Regions from separate parts of the Mus musculus genome. Here region 1 is linked to region 2. A link is a contact called in public Micro-C data. All regions are on one chromosome and are shown on one strand. The core of a region is the stretch at or near the end of the contact, and the rest is flanking DNA. Distances in the headings are between cores, read along the strand shown. Region 1 holds the start of 9130024F11Rik (RIKEN cDNA 9130024F11 gene). Region 2 holds the start of Ankrd44 (ankyrin repeat domain 44).

Region 1 (3,160 bases), core at 24-2,523, 2.0 Mb after region 2:
GCGCTGGCATTATCCTCTCTTTGATAAAGAGCCACCACCACCATAAGCCCCACTTGGGGTGTCAGGGTTTTGAAAGGAGCGTACTTATGGGCGAGAGGTCCCACCAGGCCAGGGAGGGAGCAAGGACTTACACGGGTCCTTAAGCAAATTAATTGCTTGATAAATGCGCTGTGGATGGCCAAGCTGGATCAATGGATCCATGGAATCCCCACCTTTTACCTTTATGGACCAAGTACACTTGTGTACACAAACACACACCTTTGCACACAAAAAAATTAACTATAATTTCACGTGAGCGAGCATCCCAAAACACTCTGAGATTTGGAAAGGCTACCCTCCATCCCAGGATCACAATTATTATTTGGGAGCATTCTTATCTTCATCGTATCCTGGATGTGGTTGTTGTTTTTTAAGCCATTAAGCGTACAACATAAGAGAAAGAAATCTTGATTCTTAGGTACAGGAGCAGGCTTCATTAATCCTAATTTCTAAATCTGGAAAGTTTTTCTCGAGGTCCCTAGGCGAGCAGTGCTCCATACTCTTCAATTTTGGAGGAGTGACCCGGAAGAAGGGAAAACACCTGATGAAACGGCGCCCACATTGTCACTGAAACCCATGAAAGGAACCCCTAATACACCAGGGGCTCTGAGAATCCTCTAAGAGCGCTTTGGACGCGGGAGAAGCCTAGTCGCCACGAGTCCAGACGAGGTGGTGGTGGGGGACAGAGAGGAGTTAAGAAGAATGCGAAAGATGTAGGGAGTGCTCGGAGGGGTTGCCAGTGAAGGCTCCACCGCACTTCCCGGCTTCGCCTAAGCGCGCGTGAGAGCCAGAGCCCCAGAACAGCCGGGGAACTTAGCGCGCCCAGGGCTTCCCGAACTACAGGCGCCGCGTGGGAGCCCTCGCCCAGCGTACTTACTGCTCACGGTCTGTCTGAAACTTGGCTGGCTGGGGCTCTGTCCATGGAGCAAAAGTAGAGAATCCAGGGTGGAAAGTTTTTGGTGAATTGTAGTGTTGTCCTAGTCTTCCTTTCTCTTTCCTCCTTCCCCTTTCCTTTTCCTCTTCCCCGGTCCTAGCGTTTAAGGTCCTGGGTCAGGGTGTCTTCTTCTGGTTCGGAGATGGTTGTTATGATGATGGGGGCGGGGGGCAGTGAGGGAGGAGGAGGAGAGGGAAAGGAGGACTCCTCCAAAGGGGCACCAGAGCGAGCGGGGGAGGGGACGGCGGAGGAGGGGGGGGGGAGAGGGGGCTGAAAGAGCCTTTCACACCTTCGGGTAGAAGACCGGTTCTGGAGAGAAAGGGCTGAGGACTGGGAGGCTGCGGCGGCTGCTGGCTCCTACAGCCGCTAGCTCCAGAGGAGGCGCGGCCAGAGTCGCGGGGACGTTGCCACCAAGAGCGGGGAAGGTGCGGAGACCCCGGACCGCGCGCAAGAGAAAACGCGGCGGCCGCACAAGCTGTCACCTCCAACCTCTCCCCTCGCGGCTGCCTCTGCCAGAAGCCAGAGCCGGACTCACTGACAAGCCGCAGAGAGAAAGACACTGAGAGGGAGATGATTATTAGTTGCGTTGAGTCATCAGGCAAAGTGAGTCCTTTTGGGTTGTCCTCGGTTTCCGATTTCTCCCCCTCCCCCTTTCGGTCCCCAGATCTAGCGCCTTCAAAATAATAATTTGGGGTGGGGGTAGGGGATGTCTCTGGGTTATTTCGGGATGGGAATGGGGGGGACGGATCTAAACCCAAGCCAGACTGGTCCACCGCAATGAAGGAGGGGAGTGGGGGGCGGGGAGGAGGGCTGGGGAGGTTGCGGGGGGAGGGGGGCCCCGCCTGGCAGGAAATTAAACATCAATCAATCAATCGCTGTGAGCACGGCGACCCAAGGAGCCGGGCTGCGGAGGAGGCACAGGGATAGGCGAGGGGGTGGGAGTCAGGGAAAAAGGAGGAAGGGGGGAGTCGGAGGTGGGAGCGGGGTGGCAAGGACCTCATGCACCGGGCGACGAAGGACGGATGGCTGAGGACTGAGTGTGGCGCGAGGCGGTGGCCACGGCCGACGAATGGGTGCGTCTAAGCGCTGACGAACGCCAGGGCCCAGGGTCTGGTCCTCCTCCTTGTAGCAAGTCCAGGGCGCAGCCGCCTCGCCCAGCCCCTAGGCGCACTCGTCCCGGCGCGCAGGCTGCGGCGACTAGGCGGGCGCTCCGTGTCGCGGCTCGCCGCAGAGGCGCAGGCTGGCGCTCGGGAGGCGGCAGAGGCTGCCTCGTCTCCGGGCTCTGTTAATTGCGCCGCCGAGTACTTTCGACTTTGGAGATAGGAGGGCGATCGCCTCCCCCACCCACCGCCTCCGCCCACCACCCACCGCCTCCGCCCCTCGGAGCAACTTTTCTCGGTGCGAGCGAGCTCCCCATCTGCTCGGAGCCGACCGGCCCGGCCCGAAGCGCTCCCGGCCGCGTTTGGGGAAGGCCACTTCTCCCTCAAATCCCGTGCGGCCGCGGGTCCGGAACAATAGCCCGGGTGTCCCGAACGCCTGGAGCGAGACTCCGCCCGTCCGGCTGGCTGTGGGTCCGGCACTGGAGAAAGGGTTGCTCCGTGGGCACAAGGCAGGCTGCATCCCTGCCACTCTCGCCACGCGGGCTACGTTGCGAGCGGCGCAGCCCGAGCTGCCCGGAGGCCAGAACACTGTGCCGGCCGGGGCGCTGAAGCTGCGCGCCCCTCGGGTTGCAGCACTGGGGCTCCCGAAGACCCTCAGCGGCTGAGGACCGAGTTCGGCGCGAGCAGAGCTGAGCCGTGGGGACCTAGCCTCTCCGCCCCGAGCGAGGCCGCGCCGATGAGTCCCTAGCTGGTCCTTCTAAGGCTTAGGAGCCACAAACTTTTGCGGACTCCCGCGGCCCTAGCCTTTCGGCTCGCGCAGCTTTACTTGTTTAAGGTGGCGCGGTGACTGCCCGCCAAAACCCCGCTGCCGGCCGCGCTTTTGTCTTGGCCATTCGGCATGGGCGCGGACCTCCTTAAAAAAAAAAAAAAAATAGCACGTGGGCAGGGGCCGCGGCCCCGGCGAGGTGCCTGCCGCGTCCGGCTTCTGTCAGCCCCTGGAACCTCAAAGGAGAAAATATGAACCAGTCCTCTCCGGCCTTCCGGCCAGAGATGCCCCTTGAGCCGGCGGCATCTCTTGTCCCTTCTG
Region 2 (3,061 bases), core at 5-2,504:
GGCTCACTACCGCAAAGGTTGCATTTAAGTTGCAGAATATTCTGGCTGAATTCTAACTAGCAAGACGCCAGATGCAACCTATTAAGAAGTTGGAGGTGCTTAATAGAGGGGACTGGCCTGTTTGACACCATGTATCAAAGTCAAGATCGCCTCTTCGCTTACCAGGCCCCCAAAACAATGTTCATTTCAGTGTAGATGCATAAACCGGGACGTTTCCCCCCTTTTCATGTAAAGAATTGTGAGGTTTTGTTTTGTTTTGTTTTGTGTTTCAGGCAATTTAGTTGGACTTCCCGTGTGTGTCAATGTCCAGACCTGTAGCAAAGACTGTCAATCGGATTCAATAAATAATTTCATGGCTTCAAGCTGAACTCTGGGGCTGCCGGGTGTGATGTCTCCGTCAAAAAAGCAACAAAGCTGAGGGGCACCAGCGCCTGCGAGCTCAGCCTGGGACCTGACTCCATCTCCTATTCGGAGACCTGGGCCGAGAGCTCGCGTCTCTCTGCACCCTCAATCCCACATCCCACACCCAGCCCCTGGGCAACTAAAGAGGAAGTCGGGGTGTCCTATCCAACCGATGAAGATAGCCTATTGCACGGGAGCGGGGATCCCGGCCAGTCTCTTGCCTGACGCGGGAGAGGTCTGGGGAAGCGGGGCTGCGAGGCTGAGATCCTCTCTCCCGCCGTCCACCTTCCTCCTCCTGAGCCCACGGGCAGCCTTCCCCCGAGCACCCCCAGGCTGACTGCTCCTGAGTGCACGACGCAGTCCGAGGCTCCCCTCTCCCGGTGCGGCTGCGACCCGCGTTCCCCGCGTCCGGCGGCCACTCCCGCATCTCGCCGACCCTCTCCGGCCGCGAACGCGCACTTGCGACGGCCCAGGGCGGAGACTGCGCGGGAGCCGAGCCCCGCGGCAGGCCGTGCACGCTCAAAGGCTGCGCGTAAACAGCCCGGGGCGCGCTCCGCTCGCTCGGCGCCCGCCGCGCCCCCTTCTCCGCTCCCCGCCGCCCCTACCTGCTCGCAGAGTTTGAGCACTGCCATTCTTCCTTTCCCGCGCGCGCGCACATACAGCTCTCCGCTCCGCAGATGTCAACGCCGGGAGCCCGGGGACGCGGAAGGGACGGCCCGGGAAAGCTCCAGGAGCTGGGCTCGCGAAGGTGACAGCCCCGCCACTGCTCGGCCGCCGCCGCCTGCCTCTCAGAGCCCAGCCCCGGCTCGCGGGAGTCGCAGCCCGGCCCGCCCGCCTTTATACAGGAAGTGCCGGCCGCTGCCAGCCGGGCCGCCACTGACATCACCGCGCGCTGCCTCGCGCCGCCCGGGCCGACGCTGCCTCCTGCCGCCCGCGGCGGCTCCTCGCAGCCCTCGGCCCCGGCGCCCTCCCACACCTGCACCCCGCTCCGCCAGGAGCCAGCCGAAAGGGGAGGGGGCCTGACGCTGACCCTCCCCAGCAATCCCACCCACGCGCACGCCACCGATGGGCAATCCCTCGCCGACACACCCCAGGGGTCCAGAAAGCTTGCTACTCACAGGCCACCAACTTTCACCCTGCAGACTGTGTCACACCCCCTTTCCCTAAACCTCTTCCCTAATCAGATTGCTCCGGCGCTCCGAATTTCTGCCACCTAGGCGCTGGGCTGACAGTCTCTTTGTTTAATATAAGGAGGCCATGGATGCGTTGTTGAGTCCAGGGTTTCTCTAAACATATAGCGGTGGGAACGGGAGCTGTGACCCTCCGGTCACCTCCTAGTTAAACCACACACTACCCTAACTTGGTAGCCTAGGCTTGGGACTGAAGGTGAAACTGAGTAGGAAAAAAAGAGTCCTACTAAATTACTGCATTAAATAAGTCCTAGCTGATTTATTCCTACAAGAGTAAGTTGCATGCTGCCCACTTTCCACCCTACACACACAGAAGACAGCTGTCCGACAGATTAGGCTTCTAATACAGAGGTAGCAATCCGTAGTAAGTGTTGGTATTTCTGCGATCTGGAAAAGCACTTATAAATTCCGGCAGTGACTGGGCATGGAGAGAAATGGAGCATAAGCAGGTAAGATATTCTGCTGGCTAGTTTTTACCTCTACTTGACACGGGCTACAGTCATTTGAGAAGAGGGAGCCTCAGGTTTGTTTGTTTGTTTGTTTGTTTGTTTGTTTGTTTTTTAAAAAGGCTCCCACCAGATTGACCCGTGAGCAAGCTGGTAGGGGCATTAAGAAAATTAATTAAGAAAAACTGATGATTAATGTGGTCGGGGTCAGCTCTCTGTGAGTTGTGTCACCCTGGGTAGGGGTAATCTTGGGTGTATAATAAAGCAGACTGAGCAAGCCATGAGCACCAAGCCAGTAAGCAGCACTTCTTCCTGGCATGTGCTTCAGTTCCTGCTTCCAGGTTCCTGCCTTGCGTTACTGCCCTGTCTTCCTTCAGTGATGAACTGTGATGTGGAAGCGGAAGTACAAACAAATTCTTTCTTCCTCAAGTTGTTTTTGGTCACTTTTCCTTTTTTTGTCACACTAGAGCCCGTAAGTAAGACAGGTGCCTACTCTCAAAGGGCACTCATATAAACCAGATAGGCATTGCAGATTAATATAATTCCAAACCGAAATAAAGGATCATAAGGAGAAGTATTTAGGAAGCAAAAGACCAGACTAAGCTGGGCGTGGTGGCGCATGCCTTTAATCCCAGCACTCGGGAGACAGAGGCAGGCAGATTTCTGAGCTCGAGGCCAGCCTGGTCTACAAAGTGAGTTCCAGGACAGCCAGGGCTACACAGAGAAACCCTGTCTCAAAAAAACAAAACAAAACAAAACAAACAACAACAAAAAAAAAAGACCAGACTAGACCAGTGGCTAAGGGCAGGCTTCCTGAAAGAGGGGAAAGCTGAGACCTAGAGAAGAAAGTTAAGCAGGGAAGTGAGAGATAGCCCACACCCAAGAAGCCACTGGTACCCCTAGCAGGACCTTCGGGACTGTTGAACAACAAATCAGAACTACAAAGGGCCTGGTTAAGATCAAATGCCTGCCCCACACCTGCCTCTATAGTTCACTCACAAACCAGCTGTAGGTTTCTTCTTC

Evidence for each region. Hi-C and Micro-C count contacts between places; a contact is called where the count stands out from the background.
Region 1: a contact with region 2 is called in a Micro-C map of embryonic stem cells, with 8 times the contacts expected there. The contact joins the promoter of 9130024F11Rik here to the promoter of Ankrd44 in region 2. A contact is called at or near these places in 1 of 484 Hi-C or Micro-C datasets (embryonic stem cells) and 1 of 115 datasets of contacts at active chromatin or transcription factors (astrocytes).

Annotation. Positions count from the first base shown.
Region 1 is chr1:56,970,196-56,973,355 of GRCm38.p6, forward strand. 9130024F11Rik (RIKEN cDNA 9130024F11 gene) reads left to right here and starts at 1,274. Exons shown (of 2, transcript NR_024326.1): 1 at 1,274-1,576. It overlaps Satb2 (special AT-rich sequence binding protein 2), which reads right to left and starts at 1,139. Exons shown (of 11, transcript NM_139146.2): 1 at 917-1,139.
Region 2 is chr1:54,925,133-54,928,193 of GRCm38.p6, forward strand. It overlaps Ankrd44 (ankyrin repeat domain 44), which reads right to left and starts at 1,255. Exons shown (of 28, transcript NM_001081433.3): 1 at 1,008-1,255. The coding sequence starts at 1,034.